Regions from separate parts of the Sus scrofa genome. Here all the other regions are linked to region 2. Evidence: chromatin contacts called from public promoter capture Hi-C data. All regions are on one chromosome and are shown on one strand. The core of a region is the stretch at or near the end of the contact, and the rest is flanking DNA. Distances in the headings are between cores, read along the strand shown. Region 1 holds the start of HOOK3 (protein Hook homolog 3). Region 2 holds the start of POMK (a long non-coding RNA gene). Region 3 holds the start of INTS10 (integrator complex subunit 10).

Region 1 (2,700 bases), core at 76-2,575, 140 kb before region 2:
ATCCTCAACCACTAGGCCACTTAGGGAACTCCAAAACTCAACGCTGTCTTGGGAGTTCTGAAAACTCAATGACAAAACCTAGTCTTCATGGAAATAGGGGGCTCCAGGAACCACAAGCCAAATAAGGATGTATCCTGGGAAGTTAACTTTGCTGCACTCCAAATAAAATTTGGCATTAGCTCCTAAAGTTATGGACACCTTTTGACTCAACAATTCTAGGTCTCCAACGCATGTACCCTAAAAGAAACTCTTACACATTTACACTATCTTGGGATAAAAACCTTACATCATTGTTCTTAGCCAGAAATAAAATGCCCATCAACAGTAGAGTGGATATACTGCTATATTCATGCAATGGAGCACTAGACAGGAATGAAAATTACCTATAGATCTGCACAAACTTACTGTTAATGCAAAGCCAAAAATAACACGATGATTCCTGATAAAAGTTCAAAACCAGGCAAAGTAAAACGGTTGTTTAGGCATGCGCATTTAGGTGGTAAAGCTAAATTCGAGAAAGTGAATTATCATAAAATCGGTCTATAGAGGAAGATGCTCAGAAAGGAACGCCAGATGCGGGAGGAACTCCAGAGGCGCCGGCAGTGTTGTTTTCACCTGAGTGTTTGACTACTAATTAATCACTCCTTAAACACTTCTGCCTTATGCACTTTTCTGCACCCAACTACAACTCTTCGGTTGCCCTGCAGAGATTATCGCCTCCGTTAAGAGCTCGAGGACGATCCCAGGCCACCGAGAAAAGGGGGAGGTGCAGGCCCGGGGAAGGTAGCGGTCCTCGGGGCCCGTCGCCCGCCCACCCCCTCTCCCGACTTCCAGTAACTAGTTTCCGGGGCACCGATGTCCGCGCAGCCGGGAAGGGGCGCCCCGAGCCCGCCACGTCGGCCCGCCCCGCGCGGGCGCCCGGGCCCCCCGGCTCCCAGAGGAAAGTCGTCCCGCCCACGCCGGGGTCCCGCCGCTCGACCGCGCGTACCTCTGCACCGTGGAGGACACCTCGCCAGCTCCCGGGAACCGCGGCCACGGACTGTTTCCGGGCCGCCCCGCCACCCTCTCGGGCGACCACTCGCTGCCTCCGTCTGGCCGGGAGCGCGGGCGCGGCGCACGCGCACTGCCGCGCTTCCCAGAGGGCGCGGCTGAGACTGGCGGCCGGGCGCGCGCGGGGGCGACGCGCAGCGACCCGGCTGGCGGCGGCGGCGTGTGCGGTCGTGCGCAGGACTGGGCGGCCGACGGCTCAGGCCGGGCCGCGCTCTCGGCGGGGGCGGGGCTGTAGGCGGGGGCGCGCGGCGGGAGGGCGCGCGCGCGGAGGGCGCGCGGTCCCGAGGGCCCGAGGAGGAGGGGAGCCGGTGACGCTGCGGGAGCCGCCGCCAGCGCCGGACGGAGTCGGCGGCCGGGCGGACTGACGGGTGGACCCTCGGACGCAGCCCCAGGCCGAGCCGCAGGCTTCCTGGCGCAGCGGGGCGGCCCCGAACCCCAGCGGGAAGATGTTCAACGTGGAGTCCTTGGAGCGGGTGGAGCTGTGCGAGAGCCTCCTCACTTGGGTAGGTGGTGGCGGCGGCGGTCGGAGGCCCCCTCCCCCAGGCCGCCGCCCGGGGTCCCCCGCGCCCCGGCGGGCGCCGAGGGCGGCGGTGCCGTCACATCCGGGGCCCGGGCCGGGGAGCCGGAACGCCGGGGCTGCAGCGTCTGCGGCGGGAGGCCCGGCGGGGTCCGAGGGAAACTTACGGGGCCTGAGGCGCGGGGTGGAGGCCGAGGGCCGGGTGCCGGCGGCGCTGTCACGGGCGGCGGCCCGGACGCTCGCGCCTTTGTTGTCACGCACGCCGGCCGGAGCGCAGTCCGGGAGGGCGAGCGGCCGGGGAACGCTGGGCCGGGACTGGAGGCCGGGGCATCCGGATTGCGAAGGGAGTGAGCCGAGTGGAGGTTCCTAGTGAAGGCGCTCGAGATGGAGATAAATCCGGGAGGTTTTTGGGCAACAGTCAGAGGACTCGACAGCTGGGGGGCAACGTCGTGGGGTTCCGATGTTAAAATATTAAATGCTCGTTAAAATCCTCAGTTACTGTAAATATGTGTTCGGTTCCAGTGCCAACGACCATGCTTTTAGCAGCCTCTTCTTACAGTTAGATATAAAATCCATGCTTGTGTGCTTCTCGAAGTGTGTGTGTGTGTGGTGTGTGTGTGTGTGTGTGTGTAGATCTGCAGAGCCATGGGATAAACCTGGTGCTTCTTTAGGGAGCATTCATTTTACTCAATGCCAAAAACGTTTAATATCACTTTTAGAGTAAAACACAGATGTATTTATGGAAGTGACTACAGCGTTTATATTAATGTTCAAGGTAAAACACAGATGCCACACAAATTTGGTTTGGCTGTACCTCGGGTGATAACATTTAGATACCTGGAGTATAGTCACTGTCCTGCGTGGGGGCATTTCGGTGGAAAGGTTGGAGGAGCACTGCTTTAGGTTGCCTTAAGTTGGTTGTAACGCATGTAATCAGAATACTCTGAGATTTTCATGATTTGTCTATGTCACAAGTCTGTTTTCTGAAGCCAGTACGATGGCAGAGCTTGATCTTGATGTATTCAGTAACTTTTATATTAGGGCATTCTTGGCATTACTAATTATTTGCAATTGTATGTAGTTAACATACAGCTTACAGCTGTAATGGGTTTCAATTTCACGTGGGAAAATGG
Region 2 (2,700 bases), core at 93-2,592:
CCACAGCAGTGAAACTGCAGAGTCCTAACTAATCACTAGATAATTTTTAATGTCTTTGGTTCTATAACCCCACTATCTGTCATCCTGTCATTTGTGACTATCAGTAGTCTTTTCCTAAGCAAATTGAAATTTGGACAATGTTTCACATGCCTAGTAATTTCAAACTGTATTCTGGGATTTTATTTATTTTAAATTTCATGTTTATTCATATTTTTCAAAATATACATACAGGAGCTCCCCTTGTGGCTCTACAGAAATGAATCTGACTAGTATCCATGAGGATGAGGGTTCAATCCCTGGCCTCATTCAGTGGGTCAAGGATCTGGCTTTGCCATGAGCTGTGGCACAGGCTGGCAGCTACAGCTTTGATTCAGCCCCTAACCTAGGATCTTCCATATGCCCTGGGTGCGGCCCTAAAAAGAAAAGAAAAAAAAAAAAGTACATAAAAAAGGAAGATTTACAACAGTAAAGACTGCCTTACATGCAACATAAATTCCAGTGAACTTAGGCTGGGATCACACATGATTATGGATCAATTCAAGTCAATCTTTATTTTATTATTTACTTAGGCTTTTTGGGGGGCCTGCACTGTGGCATATGGAGGGTCCCAGGCTAGGGGTCAGATTGGAGCTGCAGCCGACGGCCTACACCACAGCTCATGGCAACGTTGGATCCTTAACCTACTGGGTCAGGCTAGAAATAGAACCTGAAACCTCATGGTTCCTAATCGGATTCGTTTCCACTGAGCCACGATGGGAACTCCCTCATCCAGTCTTGTCTAGTCCATTTCCCAGCCACACTTCAGGCTGCAGCCAGATCCCAGGAGACAATGCAAATGGAATTAATGAAACAAACATTTTGAGATCATTTTAAATACACAGTTGAGGAGTTCCCCTCCTGGCACAGTGGAAACGAATCCGACCCACATGAGCATGTGGGTTCCATCCCTGGCTTGCTCAGTGGGTTAAGGATCCAGCGTTGCCATGAGCTACAGATCCTATTAGACCCCTAGCCTGGGAACCTCCACATGTCACTGGTGCGGCCCTAAAAAGATAAATAAATAAACAGTTGACCCTAATAACATAAGTTTAAACTACACAGTTCCACTTACATGTGGATTTTTTTTTTTCAATACTAAGTACTACAGCGCTACACGATCCACAGTTGGTTGAATCCATGGATACAGAACCACATAATGCGTTATCGCAGATAAGAACGAGGCACCGGGCTCAAACCCAGGCCGGGATGGCGCCCTGAACATGCACTTCTGGCAGGCCCCCTGACGCCGTGAAGCTCTGGCGTCACGTCTGAGGACCATTTGGAAGCAGGGCTTCCTCTGACTGGGAGCCTTCTGCAGGGTCTGGCTCTCACAGGTCCTCTCCGCACCCGGCTGCGCCTCCGGACTAAACACATCACCACCCTCAGGCCTTCGGAGAGAAGCCGCCGGGACCGGAGCCAGCCTGTGCGCCCGGGTAGGTTCCGAGTGCGCTCCGACTCCGCTTTTGCGTTCCGGCCGCGGGCCCCCAGGGTGCGCGGCAGGAGGTGGACACCAGGGGCAGCCCTGCGCTGGTCCTGCGGGGCGCGCTTCCGGCCGCGCAGGCGCAGAAGGCCGCGTGCGGGGCCGCTTGATGGGGCCGCAGGTAGAGGCGAGGTTGCCCGGCTGCAGGTGGAGGCAGTGGGTCTGGGACAAGAGGGGTGGGCCAGGGAGGGGCATGCTTGGGGGAGGGGGCGGCGGGCCTGAGGGAAGGGGCAGCAGGTAGGCGGGCCCGGGAGCAGCCGGCGAGGGGCAAGGCTCTGCGGCCGGGCTCGGGGGGTGGGGGTGGGGGGCAGCTGGATCGCGTCCAGTCCGGCGGCCCAGCTGGACTTTAGCTGACGGACACTCTGCCAGGACAGGCTTCCATGCCCGCCTCCTGGAGGTCCTTGGCACTGCTGCTGCCTCCGGGTGCAGCTGTGGAATCGTCTGTGGCCCTTCTTTAAAAAGAAGGGTTTAGCAGTTTCCTTTGGTGGTCTCGGCTTCTCCATCCTTGATCTTTACTATAGAACCTTAAGGCTAAGCAGGCATCTGGAATGTTTAATGTACCCGTGCTTTGTTAGCAAAATGGGATTCTACCCTCAGTTGTATTGGGGACACTAATCCATTCTTTTCTGGTTGTATAAAATATTCTCTATTTGGTAAAAACCACCTTTGTTCCATGGGTTTTCTTGTTTTTAAATTAGGCTGTGAATGTGTAGCAGTGGTTCCTACTTTTTCCTGTTACCAATTTTTTCTTACTGTCAGAAATCCTTTGTGTCTGACCCCCACCATTGCTATTTTTAAATTTACAGAAGCAGGAGCTGTGAGTATCATTTTGCTTATTTTCAGCAAGAAAATTCCTTCAGCCATACAGCCTTAACCCTAGACTTGGAAAACCTACTCCAGAAATATGCCTTTAAAAGAGAAAAAAAGGTGTTGGGGTGGGTAACTGATTTCTTTAAGAATTAGGTAGCCTTGGAACTTCCCATTGTGGCTCAGTGATTAAAGAACCCAACTAGGAACCATGAGGTTGCGGATGGCCTGGCCTTGCTCAGTGGGTTAAGAAGCCTGCATTTCCGTGTAGGTCAAAGTCGGGACTCAGATCCAGTGTTGCTGTGGTTGCAGACGCTGCTCAGATCTCACCTTGCTGTGGCTGTGGTGTAGCCCGGTGGCTACAGCTCTGATTG
Region 3 (2,700 bases), core at 109-2,608, 130 kb after region 2:
ACTCCCACCTATTGTTCTCTACACTCCAGTACTGTCTGAACTTCTGCAAAGTTAAATTTTCCAAAATAAAATAAACTGGATAGTAGAGTTTTAACACGAATAAAACCTAAGAAGACCTCTTTGCATTAGATATGGCAGCAATTAATGCAAGGCCTGGATCCGTGACTGGGTAAGCTTTAGGCACCCCATATGCAGGTGAACTTGAAGATCTTCCCTCAGCTCCTACTTCCAAGGACAGGAACAAAACCTCCTGAGAGACCCAGCGGCGTCCCCACTCACATGTCGTAGAGCAGCCTCCCGGCGGTGGCCGTCCGCTCTGCGTTCCGCTCAATCGTGTACATTTCATACTGCAACACAAGTTAGAGCCAGGGGTCAGGCCCTTGGCCCCGGGCCAGCCCTGCTCACCCCCTTCGGCCCCCACCCCGACCCCTGGAGGTCCCAGAGTCAGGCATCACTTGGAGACACTACCACAGGGCTAACAGGCTCACTCCCAGCCCCGGTTCCCAGATGGGTGCAGGAACGGCTCAGAGATAGCAGGTGGCCACTAAGATCAGAATTACTGAAGGCACCTGGCGTCTAACACTGTAAGCTTAGGCGCTTCTCGTTCCCCTGATACACGTATACACTTTGATTGGCTGCAGATGTGGCGGCGTTCCATCCCCTTCCATAGCTACAGCCCAGAGTTATCGCTGGTGCTCACTACACAGCGCAGGAGCTCTAACCCGTGGGAACCTCAAACACCGCCCCGCCCCCATCCCGCCCCAACCCACCGCCGCGGTCCGGACCCAGGGGCCGGCTGGCAGCTTTCCCCGGCCGCACGAGGCGCGGTCCGGGCCGCAGGATGCTAACGCTCCCCTCTCCCGCGCCGGCCTGGCCTGGGGAAGGGCCCCGGGGTCCTGGGTGCCGCCCCGCGGGGCGGCCCCGGGCAGGGCGGAGGGGGGCTGGGAGGGCGCTCCCACCTGAGCGCGCGGCCCTGCCTCACCTGGATGTTGAAGTCGGTGGGGTAGAGGCTGCGGGCCGTGATTAGCCAAGCCTTGGCGGCCCACAGGTCCTGCTGCACCAGCTCCCGAGCTCGCTGCACCAGGAACTCGCAGTCGCCCTGGGCTGACATGACCCCGGCGGCGTCGGGCGCCCAGAGGCAACCGGACCTTCCGGCTAGGAGACACCACCACTAACTAGTGCCGCCGACGCCGCCGACGCCGCCGACGCCGCCGCCGACGCTACTGCGCATGAATGGAGTCGGGAGGACGTCCGCACGTGGATCCGGAAGGGCTTCCGGGTTTTGTAAGCAGCCTTTTCGTGTCGGTTCTCCGCCTCCGCCCAGCCCCTTCCTCTTTTGAGGAGCTTGGGTGTTGGTCCAGACTCTTCCAGGTCGCCTCCAAGACGTGGAGAATCGGATTCTCAATCTTGCGGACTGGGGTGTGACCCTGGTACCTCCAGGGAGCATGCGCAGAGCCTGGTTCCTCGGCGCCGGGAGGCGGGCGGTTGGTGCCGCCCCCAGTGGCCGGCGCGTCCCGGCGCCCTGAAGCCACCGCTGGGGCGGGGCAGAAGCTGGAGGGCGGAGGTTGACGCGGAGTCGCTGCTGGTTCGAATGGACAGAAAAGCCTGCGCCAGTTTGAGTTCGGTGGGAACGCCGGTGCCATGGAGCCTCGGTACCGCCCTGTCCCACTGTTGTTGCGCCTTTATTCCCTGGTTTCTTCAACAAACATTTATCGAGCGGTTGCGGTGATAGTCCTTGGAGAGTGCTTTGCTGCGTGCTGGGGAACTCCAGAGTTGATTATCCTGGTCCAGCCGGAGTTTACATCGTTGGGGATGGCTGACCTACAGAAAACAGCTGTTTAATCATCTCCTCCAATCGAAATCAGTGTCCTTTTCACCAAATAAAATAATCTCCCTGCTCTCGTGAAGGGAGGCCGCACTCAGGAGCCAGAGGCGTTTATTTGCCTAGTAGGAAGAATGTGCCAAAACGTGGGTTCTAAACATTTCATTGGAGTTTCCAATCCAAAGTCTATACACAAGAATTTTAGCAAGTTCTAGTACCACTGATAGCTTCTATTTGGATCCAAGATTAGAGATTCAAAGCTGCTTTGTTTGTAGAAAGAAGGAAGGAAAGAAGAAAGAAAAAATTACTATATACTTCTATACATCGAAAAATTGTACACATGTTAAATATGAATGTATACGTTGCACAGTATATACATTGTGTACCAAAAGTGTTGCCTGCTATCAAGCCATCAGCCACTGTAGCACGACCCCCTCAGTTCCTGATGTTGCCTCATGAGGGGAGTTCAGGATGGAGAAAAACAGGATCCAGGCGCTAGTTAAGATGCATATCTAAGGAGTAATTTCTTTTCTTTTTTTTTTTTAAGGGCCCCACCGGGGGCATAGGAAGTTGAGTGGGAGCTGCAGCTGCCAGCCTGTACCACAGCCACAGCAAGGCCAGATCCAAGCCATGTCTGCCATCTACACCACAGCTCATGGCAACAATGCTGGATCCTTAACCCACTGAATGAGGCCGGGGGTCAAACCAGAGTCCTCATGGATACTAGTTGGATTTGTTACCACTGAGCCACAATGGAACTCCCTCTTCTCCCTGATTTTTAGCTTGCAGACCTTGAAACCTGCATTTTCCTCTTAGAGTAGCTGCCTCCTCCTGGGCTTATATCCTTCCTACTCATGCTAATGCCTTGCTTGGACACT

Evidence for each region. Promoter capture Hi-C pulls out the DNA fragments that hold promoters and counts their contacts.
Region 1: a contact with region 2 is called in a promoter capture Hi-C map of fetal skeletal muscle, with 2.6 times the contacts expected there. The contact joins the promoter of HOOK3 here to the promoter of POMK in region 2. A contact is called at or near these places in 1 of 5 promoter capture datasets (fetal skeletal muscle) and 1 of 47 Hi-C or Micro-C datasets (liver).
Region 3: a contact with region 2 is called in a promoter capture Hi-C map of liver, with 2.5 times the contacts expected there. The contact joins the promoter of INTS10 here to the promoter of POMK in region 2. A contact is called at or near these places in 1 of 5 promoter capture datasets (liver) and 1 of 2 datasets of contacts at active chromatin or transcription factors (alveolar macrophages).

What each region holds. Positions count from the first base shown.
Region 1 is chr17:11,816,671-11,819,370 of Sscrofa11.1, forward strand. HOOK3 (protein Hook homolog 3) reads left to right here and starts at 1,326. Exons shown (of 23, transcript XM_021077846.1): 1 at 1,326-1,553. The coding sequence starts at 1,497. It overlaps RNF170 (E3 ubiquitin-protein ligase RNF170), which reads right to left and starts at 1,250. Exons shown (of 7, transcript XM_021077851.1): 1 at 989-1,250.
Region 2 is chr17:11,956,273-11,958,972 of Sscrofa11.1, forward strand. It overlaps POMK (a long non-coding RNA gene), which reads left to right and starts at 1,343. Exons shown (of 6, transcript XR_002339907.1): 1 at 1,343-1,472.
Region 3 is chr17:12,086,462-12,089,161 of Sscrofa11.1, forward strand. INTS10 (integrator complex subunit 10) reads right to left here and starts at 1,359. Exons shown (of 17, transcript XM_003134201.4): 1 at 983-1,359; 2 at 280-347. The coding sequence starts at 1,111.